Regions from separate parts of the Mus musculus genome. Here region 1 is linked to region 2. A link is a contact called in public Hi-C data. All regions are on one chromosome and are shown on one strand. Each heading gives the region's core, a stretch centred on a gene start, on an enhancer-like site or on the middle of the called end of the contact. The rest is flanking DNA. Distances are from core to core; before and after follow the strand shown. Region 1 overlaps B230217O12Rik (RIKEN cDNA B230217O12 gene). Region 2 overlaps Ablim1 (actin-binding LIM protein 1).

Region 1 (5,095 bases), core at 1,341-3,840, 270 kb after region 2:
ATGTGACAGCAAATTAAGTCACCAGCTGTAATGAGGAACAATGGGCACACGTCTGAATCTGGTGAGATTGAAGGAGGTCAGATCCTTAAGCATCCTGAAGTGTACTTTTAAAACACGCATGCTCTAGTTGAAGCTAGCCTGCTGGTGCTACTTCTGTAGTCCCATTCTTTTCTATGTAGCGTTTTCATTCTTTGAGAACTCATCGGCACATACAATGCAATTTGATTGTATCTGTCCACCACTGTCTGCCTCCAATTCCTCCAGGACCCTCCACCATGCCCCCTTTCCAACTTCTTAACCACTTGGAAAAAAATAAGCCCACGGGGTTAGTTTCTTTTCTGTGCTGTGACACAAACACCCCAATCAAGGCAACTTATAGGAGGAAGGGCTCACCTGGGATTGTCTGGTTCCAGAGGGCTAAGAGTGCATTGCATGTGGTGAGGAGGCTTGGCGGCAGGAGCTCGAAGCGGAGAGTTTGAATCTTCAGCCACAAGCACAACCACAACCACAAAGCAAAGAAGATGACTGGAAGAAGTGTCTGACGCTTTTAATCCCAAAGCCCACCTGCCCCCAGTGACAGACTTCCTCCAGCAAGGAAGGCTTCACCACCTAAAGCTACCCCAAAAGTGCCACCAACGGGTGACCAAATGCCTGAAGCTGTGGGGGACATTTCTCATTCAAATCACCACACACACTGAGTCCAATCAGTACTTCCCGTATGGTCATCATTGTAGAGTCATCTATTGCCAACCTCTGTACCCTGTGGGTACTAAGATAAGCATCTTAAAGGCAGTCTGCTTCCAGCTGTGTTCTTAAGGCAGGACAAGCTACTGAGGTATAATTGCACGGTTGCTTTAACACCTGAGATCCAAGTTAGAAGTCAAAGGGTCACAGGAGCTGGAGACCTTTCTCTGGCATAACGATCGTCCTCATACAAATTGCAGACGCTATGACATAGAAACCGGAGCCACAAAGTGCCTTTTTGGCAATCTGCCTTTCACTGAATACTGCGTTTAGAAAGATCACAGGCAGAAATGCAGACACTAGACCCAATCATTGATTCACTGCCCAGGAAGGTCAGAACCTAACTGAAGAATGTTAAAGGCCTAGTAAGTACCTGGCTACATGAACCCATTCCAGCCCGGCGGTGAGTAAAAAGCTAAGTAGAACTGCTTTTCTGGTTTTACCGGTGAGCGACTACACACATTGCGTTAATCCGAATCCTTTAGAAATGCTTACGTGTGACTCTGGTGGGGGCACAGAAAAGACTTATACTTCCAGGTCGCCCTCTGTATTCCTGGAGGAAGCATGGAACAGCAATTTCTTTTCTTTGCCTATGAAAAAAGCAGAACCTGCTAAACGCATGAAACTCAAGAAGAACGAAGACCAAAGTGTGGACACTTTGCCCCTTCTTAGAATTGGGAACAAAACACCCATGGAAGGAGTTACAGAGACAAAATTTGGAGCTGTGATGAAAGGATAGACCATCTAGTGATTGCCATATCCAGGGATCCATCCCATAATCAGCTTCCAAACGCTGACACCATTGCATACACTAGCAAGATTTTGCTGAAAGGACCCAGATGTAGCTGTCTTGTGAGACTATGCTGGGGCCTAGCAAACACAGAAGTGGATGCTCACAGTCAGCTATTGGATGGATCACACGGCCCCCAATGGAGGAGCTAGAGAAAGTACCCAAGGAGCTAAAGGGATCTGCAATTCTATAGGTGGAACAACAATATGAACTAACCAGTACCCCGGAGCTCTTGTCTCTAGCTGCATATGTATCAAAAGATGGCCATCACTGGAAAGAGAGGCCCTTTGGATATACACTGGGACAAGGTGTGTTTTAACAGAACATTGAGAGTTAGGAACCCACTTCAAACTGACTGCTAATCAGCCTTGTGGTTTTGCATAAATGACGACAACTCTTATTTATCCATTGCTGCGTAACAAGTTGCTCCAAATGTAACAGATTAGGACAAGCAGTGTGTATAATCTCCCGATTTCTGTAGGTTGGCTCAGCTGCATCTAAGTTGGTCTCCTCAGGGAGTCTCAAGAGATGCCAAAGGAGCCATGAGATAGCATTCTGTCATCTGAAGGCTGGTTTGGGCTGGAGACTACTGCTAAGGTCCCTCACAAACCCATCAAGAACTTCAGTTCCTTACCCTAGGGGCCTGTCCTTAGACTGCCTTAAGCTGTGGCAGCTGTCTTCTCCCAAAACTGATAACAGAACAACCAGATAGAGCCTGCAACAGCATAGTCCAGTCTTACATGCAATATAGCATCGGTTCTGTTGTGTTCTACCTTCCACAAGCAGATCCTGGTACCCTGTGGGAAGATTGTGAGCATCTGCAGGCAGGGAGCATTGAGGACATCTCAGGGGTTAGCTAATGTCCTTTCTTCCTCAGTTTTCTCTGCTGCAGAGTGAAGTCTGAGTCACGTGACCTTTCTGGTTGGTGCCCTCTCACCCTCCCCCCCGCCATGCCACCACTAGACTCACCTTCCTGCTCTCCTGTAAAGATCCCTATGACTTTTGCCTTTGAGCCCTTTGACTGTACCAACCACAGCCCCCTAAACACTGCCATTTATACACTTCCTGGCCACATCCTTCCGCTAGCTCCCTGACATCCACCTGGCCTACAGCTGCCCTCAGTCCACGTCTATCCTGCCAAGTGCTTCAGAGTCCTTGTGGTCGGTCCTTCCTGCCCCAAAGCTTTCTGTTCCTGACTTCTCTGTCTCTGCCTATTTGCTCCACCTCAGCCCCTGAATTGCTCACCACCAAAATTACTTAACTTTATTAGAGGAAACTCAGTCTCTTGTGCTATCATAAGAACCCTCTGTTCTTCCAATTCTCCGATCAAGTCATCCCAAGAGATGGGTCACCTTGTCGGGATGTCTAGAACACCGTCCCACCGATTTTTTTGTCACGTCCCTCCAGTCTTTACTTTATTTGCACTTCAAATCAGATTTTGTGTGTTTGCATGCATGCATGTGTGTGTGTGCATGTGCTCATGTGTGTGTGTGTTTCTGTGTGTGTATATATATGTGAGTGCATGAATGTGTACATGTGAGTGTGGATGTGTGTGTGCATGTGATCACGTATGTGAATATACTCATGTATATGTGAGCTTCTGTGTGTGTGTGCGTGTGTGTAGGTCAGAGGTCATCCTTGAGGAACTTAAGTCATTCTCAGCCACTGCTTTTGAGGCAGGCAGGCCTCTCACATTGCCTGGGAACCTGCTGCAGTTAGTCTAGCTACAGTGAACTTCAGTGATCCAGTTATTCCCACCTGTCTCCCTCTGCAGCACTGGGATTGTGTGTGACGTCATTGTGCCCAGCTTTTGATGCAGGTCCAGCCCAGGCCTCACTCTTACACTGCCAGCCTTTGAGGACTGAGCCAGCTCCCCAGTCCTCCACCCTCAGATTAGATTTTCAGAGGCCATTGCTTTGGCAGGTCACTGCCTGAACAGTGGCTTAAAAAAAACCCTCACTCTCATGGACAGATTTCAAGTGGCAGGCTTGTGCTTTCTGTTACAGACAAGCAGGTACAGTACTGAAGGCCACTGAAGAAAGTCCCACAACAGTATGGCATGGTCACATGGTCACCTACTTTACTTCTTGTTGAGGTAAAATTCACATGACAAAATGGCTGTTGGAAAGCGAACCAGACTGTGGTGTCAATTCTTGCTCAAAATTACGTAGCTATCATCTCTGTCTGGTTCTGTCCTTCCCCTGTTAGCCTGAATGTCTAGTTGGATATGTTCTCCTCAGCATTGAGTTTATCTGTCATCAACAAGTCAAATACAGAGTAATTACTAGTATTAATTTATATCAGTGTTCAGTTTGGGAATACAGCTCAGTGACTGGTTTCTTACTGAGCTAGCACAAGACTCTCTGTTTGCTTACTGGCACGGCTGAAAAATAGAATAGGACACCACTTATAAACTAGCTGTTGCTTTATGGTCAGATGATCTAGAGCACAAACATCACTCTCTCTTTCTAGAGCATATGACATCACTCTCTCTTTCTAGAGCACATGACATCACTCTCTTTCTAGAGCACATGACATCATTTTCTCTCTAGAGCATATGACATCACTCTCTCTTTCTAGGGCACATGACATCACTCTCTTTCTCTTACACGCATTCTCGCGACCGGCCAGGAAGAACGCAGCAAACCTGAATCTTCTGCGGCAAAAGCTTTATTGCTTACATCTTCAGGAGCAAGAGTGCAAGAGAGCAAGAGCTCCATTGCTTACATCTTTAGGAGCAAGAAGCAAGAGCCAGAGCAAGAGCTCTATTGCTTACATCTTTAGGAGCCAGAGCGCAAGAGCGCAAGAGCAAAAGCAAGAGTGCAAAAGCAAAAGCAAGAGAGCAAAGGGGAGAATGGCGAAACCCCGTCCCTTTTTAAGGAGAATTATTCTCCACCTAGGACGTATTACTCCCTGATTGGCTGCAGCCCATCGGCCGAGTTGTCGTCACGGGGAAGGCAGAGCACATGGGGTGGAAAACTACCCTTGGCACATGCGCAGATTATTTGTTTACCACTTAGAACACAGGATGTCAGCGCCATCTTGCAACGGCGAATGTGAGGGCGGCTTCCTACATCTTTCTAGAGCACATTACATCACTCCCTTTCTAGAGCACATGACATCACTATCTCATCCTAGAGCACACGATATCACTCACTCTTTCCAGGGCACATGACATCACCCTCTTTCTAGAGCATATCATATTACTCTCTCCTTCTAGAGCACATGACATCACTATCTCTTTCTAGAGCACATGACATCACTCGCTATCTAGAGCACATGACATAATTCTCTCTTTCTACAGCATATGGCATCACTCTCTTTCTAGAGCACAGGACATCACTCGAGTTCTAGGGCACATAACATTACTTTCTCTCTAGAGCTCATGACATCACTCTCTCTATCTAGCGCCCATGACATCACTCTATCTAGCACACATGACATCACAATATTTTTCTAGAGCACATGACATCACTCTCTCTTTCTAGAGCCCATGGCCTTACTTGATTTCTAGAGAACATGTCATCACTCTCCACCTAGAGCACATTACATCACTCTCTC
Region 2 (5,067 bases), core at 1,357-3,856:
ATGGCACTATGGGAAAAATGCAAGTCCCTTGCCAGACTGGGGACCTTAATGCAGGCTGTGTTCTAGAATAAAACCCAGATTGGGAATCAGCAAGAAGAGGAATAATTATAAATACACAAAATTGCTATAAAACAATAAATACTAGTGTGCATAACTGGGAACAAATCAAAGCCAGCATCACATTTTCATGCCTTTTGAGGGAGCGGTGTTGAGACAGGATTTTCCAAGCTCCTGCTGTATCCCAAAGTCTAGCATGACATATGTGCCTCAAGTGTTTGGTTCGTCTTATGCAAGTCTAGGCACCGTGGGATGCTACAGTCTACAATCTTCTCTGGCCTTGGCTGGAGGGCCCAGTTAAGTCCACTACTTGATAATATTTCTCTGAATGGAGTCCAATCAGGTTACAGATGACTCCAACTTAAATAATGAATAAGACAGAAAGGGCGTGCAGTGAGAAAGCATGGTCTGTCAGTCTCCAGGGTCAAGCTGTAATAACAATGAAAATAAATAAAGGGGCTGGGTGTATGGCACACACCTCTAATCCCAGCAGGCATATCCCCATGAGTTCGAGGCCAGCCTGGTCTACAAAGCCAGTTATAGGACAACAAAAGCACACAGAGAAACCTCGCCTTGAAAACCCAACCAACCAACCAAACAAACAAAATGGTAAGTGAGAAAATTAGAATAAATTGAAGGAGCTGAGGGAAACAGCGTATGGTCAGGGTGCGAGGTGGCAGTAGGTAACCTCTAACCCTAGGAGCTAGCACAGGGGAGAGAGCCCTCTAGGCTGAGAAACTCTGGCCCAGCAGAGGGTCAGGCCTGCACACTGAGCTGTAGTGAGCCGTAGACAGGGCCACAGCAGGGGCCACAGCCACACTGAGCATGTGCAAGTTTGCCCCTCCTCACTGAGCATGTGCAAGTTTGCCCCTCCTCACTGAGCATGTGCAAGTCTGCCCCTCCTCGTTGCTCTTCAGTTTCTTGAATCCATATAAGCATCTCCAAGGAGCTGATTGTCATTACCCTATTTTCCCGATGAAGGGACTGGGATCACGGTGACTGTCACATGACAATCGAAACCAGCATGTGCTAACACCTTCGGTTGAAACCCAGTAATCCATTCAAGGAACCCCAGCTATCTGCTCAGCCATACCGCCTTCCCCTCCATTCATCCTCCATTAACATGTCAGAAACTGAAGCTGCTTAAATTTAAGGGTGAGGTCTTACATCTCATGATCCCTAGAAATGTACTTCCAAGTTATCTGAAGTCCAAGATACCCTATGTATGACCTCCTTCCCTTAACAACCTGCCCCCAACACACACACACACACGCACGCACGCACGCACGCACGCACGCACACGCATGCAACCTCAGGCCCAAACGGCTAATTTCTTACCTCTCTGTACCCTCGTTTAGGAGGTCATGGGATAGGTTCTGAGTCCCTCACATCACCAGGTACAGAGCCCTTCAGAGTGTCGGCAAAGTCTGACATAGCTTAGTCCCAAACAGTGGTTCTTATTAGAGGTGAGTGAAACGGGACACTGGATGGCCATATTGTTTGCAATCCCTGGGAATCCATTACCTCTCCAAGGCTCTGTCTCTCCTGCTTGTCCTCATAGCCTGATGTGTAGAAAGGCTCATAGGTAATGAGATCTGGACGCTCGATGTCATAGATCGCCTTGACCTTGGGGATGGCTGCTAAATCCTTGTAATCCAGGATTTCATTGTCTACTTTTGCCTGGCAGAGTTAAACAGCGAGAAAAGTTAATCCTCTATTTCAGTTTGTCGAGAAATTATCCTCAGTGCCATTTACGGCCTTGCTTAAAATGGGATTCTTAAACCAAGCCAAACGCCTTGCTGCGTGATGTCACATCCTTTAGGAAGGATCAATGCCCCTATTAATCAACGCGTCTATTAATCACGCTTAAAAATAAAATATCATCAATGGCTTAGAATGGGCGTGTATAGAATTTAGTGAATAAAGAAATATTTCAACCTTCAGAATAGTTTCTCAACACAGAGAAAAAACTCAAAGAGATGGTCAATAAATCTTTTCAGATAGCTAAATATAAGTACTGTATATTGAATAAACTAAATATGTAAATATCTTTGTGGCAGAATTTAATAACATCAGCAGCAGCATTATAAAATGGGCAGTTAATCCCCCAAATATCTGCACACATGTTAGGTGCAACAAGCTTTTAAGCTCTATCTATACCATGTGACTGCACCTTTGGGATCTTCTAACAGGATCCCAGGGGATCAGCTTCCTTTCTTGGCTTCTCCATCCGATGGTTCTAATCCCAGACCCACCTGCTCCCCCAAGTGTCCCTTCTGGAAGTGATACTTACATAGATAGTATGGCCTGGTGAACCAGGGATGCTGGAGCCTGGTCTAGAATAGATACTTTCAGAGGAGGTCCTGGTGGGCTGCAAAATAAACAGCGAGTGGCCTGTCAGACTTCTGAACAGCCCAGGCACCCAAGCCTCATGGAAAACTCAACCAGCTAAGAAAGGAGAGACCCGTGAGCATGGCGTAGGACAGGAGGTATACCCTTGAAGGAAAGGGCCTGAAATGTCCAGGTGGCTTTCATGGCCCTTTCACTTCCTTGTCGCTTACAGAACCTTGGGCTTGAAACTAGAGCATATCTTGAAGCTGTGCGTTTCAGTCCAGCTCCATGTCAGCCCAGTGTCCCAGCTCCAGTCACCAGCTCTAGTCTTCAGAACCACAGCAGAGCACACCCTGGGCTTTCCTTGCCTCTCACGGGCTTCCTGCTCACCTCTGCCCTCCTTCTGTCCTCTTGGCACCATGGGGATTATTTCAAGAGAGAAACCTTTGTGGAACCTGGTTCCTTGTCACAGTGCTGATTTTGCCTCGGTGGCCAATTTAGTGTGAAATCACAGCTGCTGGGGCCTCAGTATCAGGTCCCAGTCTCCTTCTTCCTTGTCATTTATCACCTGCCCTCTCAAGAGCAGGCCTTGTGTCCCTGCCTCCAGCCTTTTATCCTGGCTGATTCACAGCCTGACTCGCTCTTTCCACCAACTTTCCTTGGTTGGTTCCTTTTCTTCCTCCAACCTTGAACTCACCCCCTCAGAGGCCTCCCACTTCTTCCTCAGCCCACAGACCATTCCCCTTGCTGTTGTCTCTCATCGTCAACCCTAATTTTTCCTTCGTGAATTAACTCCTAATGAGAAGTTGGTTGATTTCCTCACATTGCCCTGGATCCCCCTTTATTAGAGAAACAGTGCGCAGAGATATAAATACTTGGAAGAAGAAACAAGCTATCCTTTAATGGTAAGTGTATACTCAGGTTTATTACATGGGTTGAGTGTAATCAGAGTCCCTGTGGTGGGTGTATGTGTGTGTGTGTGTGGCGGGGGTGATGAGCCTCTGGAAAGATGGAAGAGGCTGGGTATGGGGCAGGAAGAGGAGGTACAAAGCAGGATCAATGGCTTTTTATCTCTGGTTGGCATGTTCTGGAACATTCTATAAAGAAAGCAAAGCCCTCATGAAAGTCTTCCTCTTGTCTATGTACTACTTCCTGGGGAGTAACACCTATAAAGCTAAACTAGGAACAGGCCCCTTTCCTCTCTGATACAGTCGACTTCAGTTCAGTGCCTCGAATAGGACAGAAAGAGCCCACAAGAACTTGGACTCAGGGCACTGAGTAGCTCATGTCTGAAGCAGGGACCACAAAGACAACCGGGCCAGCTCAGGGCAGCAGTGGTTGGACTCACTATGAAAGGCAGGGCCTGCCAGAGGCTGTAAGCTGCTAGTCTCTGGTTGTCTGGGACTTCTGAAATAGCTGAGTAGAGGTGGCAGGAGAAATCACAGCACAGCCAGGAGGAGGTATGTCTGACTGGACAAGCTGAGTTTTCTCCCCAACACCTGGTATGAACCCGTGCATTCCTCTAATTGTGACTAGACTGACAGGTCACCAGGAACAATGAATTTCACTGAGAAATATCCTGAATTTCCTAACATTGCCCAAATATGTCTGGTTTCAAGTTCCATTTCCTAGCCCAAATACAGACATGGCACAAGCAAAATACGGGCTCCTAAAAAAAAAAAAAAGATGTTGCCCCTCATAAGGGTCGAACAAAGCAACACACACATGAATGTGTACGTGTGTGTGTGTGTATGGCGCTAATGCACATGCAAATGTGTTTTTAGGATGTATGTGTGTATGTGTGTATGTGTGTATGTGTGTGTGTGAGCATGTATGTGTGAAGGGATAATACACATGCAAATGTGTTTGCATGTGTGTATATGTGTGTGTATGTATGTGTGTGACACATGTATGTGTTCATATGAAGGCCAGAGGACAACCTCAGGCATCATCTACAGGAATGTTGTCAGCCTCCTTTGAGATGGGGTCTCTTCATTGGTCGGGAGGTCACATGACTTCCCATCCTTACCTCCTTTACACTGGACAAAATACAGCTACACGTAACATATGGAGGTTAAAGTCTGCTTCTGGAATCAAGTCGCTCTTTTAAATCCTGGCGACACAAGTCTTTCTTTTTTAAAAACTTTGCTCTTCAACTTTTCAACTTGGGTGACCTAGGAAGGCAGAACTCCGGACAATTACGTCTCCAGGGCTGAGTGAGAGCGGAGGCAGACAGCTCCAGGCGCTTGGCCAGGCATATGTAGGTGGTCAATATTTCCCAGACGTTGCGCCTGGTCTCTGATCCTAAGGGGCGGAGTTACCTGTGTTCCATACCTACTGAGAATATTCTCTTCACGTGTGAGATGCATAGACAGGGCTATCTGGCACTGGCTGCAGCTACAGAACTTAAAAAGTCAAATGTGTCCCGGCTTGTCGGAAGACCTGTCACAGTTATGGGTGCTTTCCTGCCTGCAGCTGTCAGTGCCCTCTTCCTTGAGGACCCTGTGGAGGGACTCCGATCCCTTCATACACAGTGACTTTTACCCGTGGCTCATCCCTAGCATTTAACACCATGTGCTGTCTGCCAAATGGTTCTGGGTTTGCTGTCCCATGGACTCTGCTCAAGGCTTGAAGGACACTGTTTTTTGCCATTGTAGACTGGTTCACCTCATGGCAATT

What was found. Hi-C and Micro-C count contacts between places; a contact is called where the count stands out from the background.
Region 1: a Hi-C map of B cells shows a contact between it and region 2, with 4 times the contacts expected there. The contact joins two enhancer-like sites. A contact is called at or near these places in 1 of 39 promoter capture datasets (the HPC-7 cell line), 1 of 15 datasets of contacts at CTCF or cohesin (large pre-B cells), 43 of 484 Hi-C or Micro-C datasets (the 3T3-L1 cell line, 3T3-L1-derived adipocytes, the AML12 cell line and 30 more), 7 of 115 datasets of contacts at active chromatin or transcription factors (the 230-238 cell line, embryonic forebrain, embryonic midbrain and 4 more) and 2 of 9 other capture datasets (embryonic stem cells and embryonic tail).

What each region holds. Positions count from the first base shown.
Region 1 is chr19:57,341,456-57,346,550 of GRCm38.p6, forward strand. The region is part of intron 1 of B230217O12Rik (RIKEN cDNA B230217O12 gene); the gene reads right to left. Among named protein-coding and RNA genes, the nearest start is that of B230217O12Rik, 17 kb to the right of the region's middle. Within about 2 kb of position 2,591, at least 64 of the 459 cell types and tissues checked have an H3K27ac peak or open chromatin away from gene starts, as enhancers often do. A contact at or near this core is called in B cells, where this site is marked.
Region 2 is chr19:57,066,510-57,071,576 of GRCm38.p6, forward strand. It overlaps Ablim1 (actin-binding LIM protein 1), which reads right to left. Exons shown (of 26, transcript NM_178688.4): 11 at 2,351-2,428; 12 at 1,582-1,737. Among named protein-coding and RNA genes, the nearest start is that of Afap1l2, 60 kb to the left of the region's middle. Within about 2 kb of position 2,607, at least 11 of the 459 cell types and tissues checked have an H3K27ac peak or open chromatin away from gene starts, as enhancers often do. A contact at or near this core is called in B cells, where this site is marked.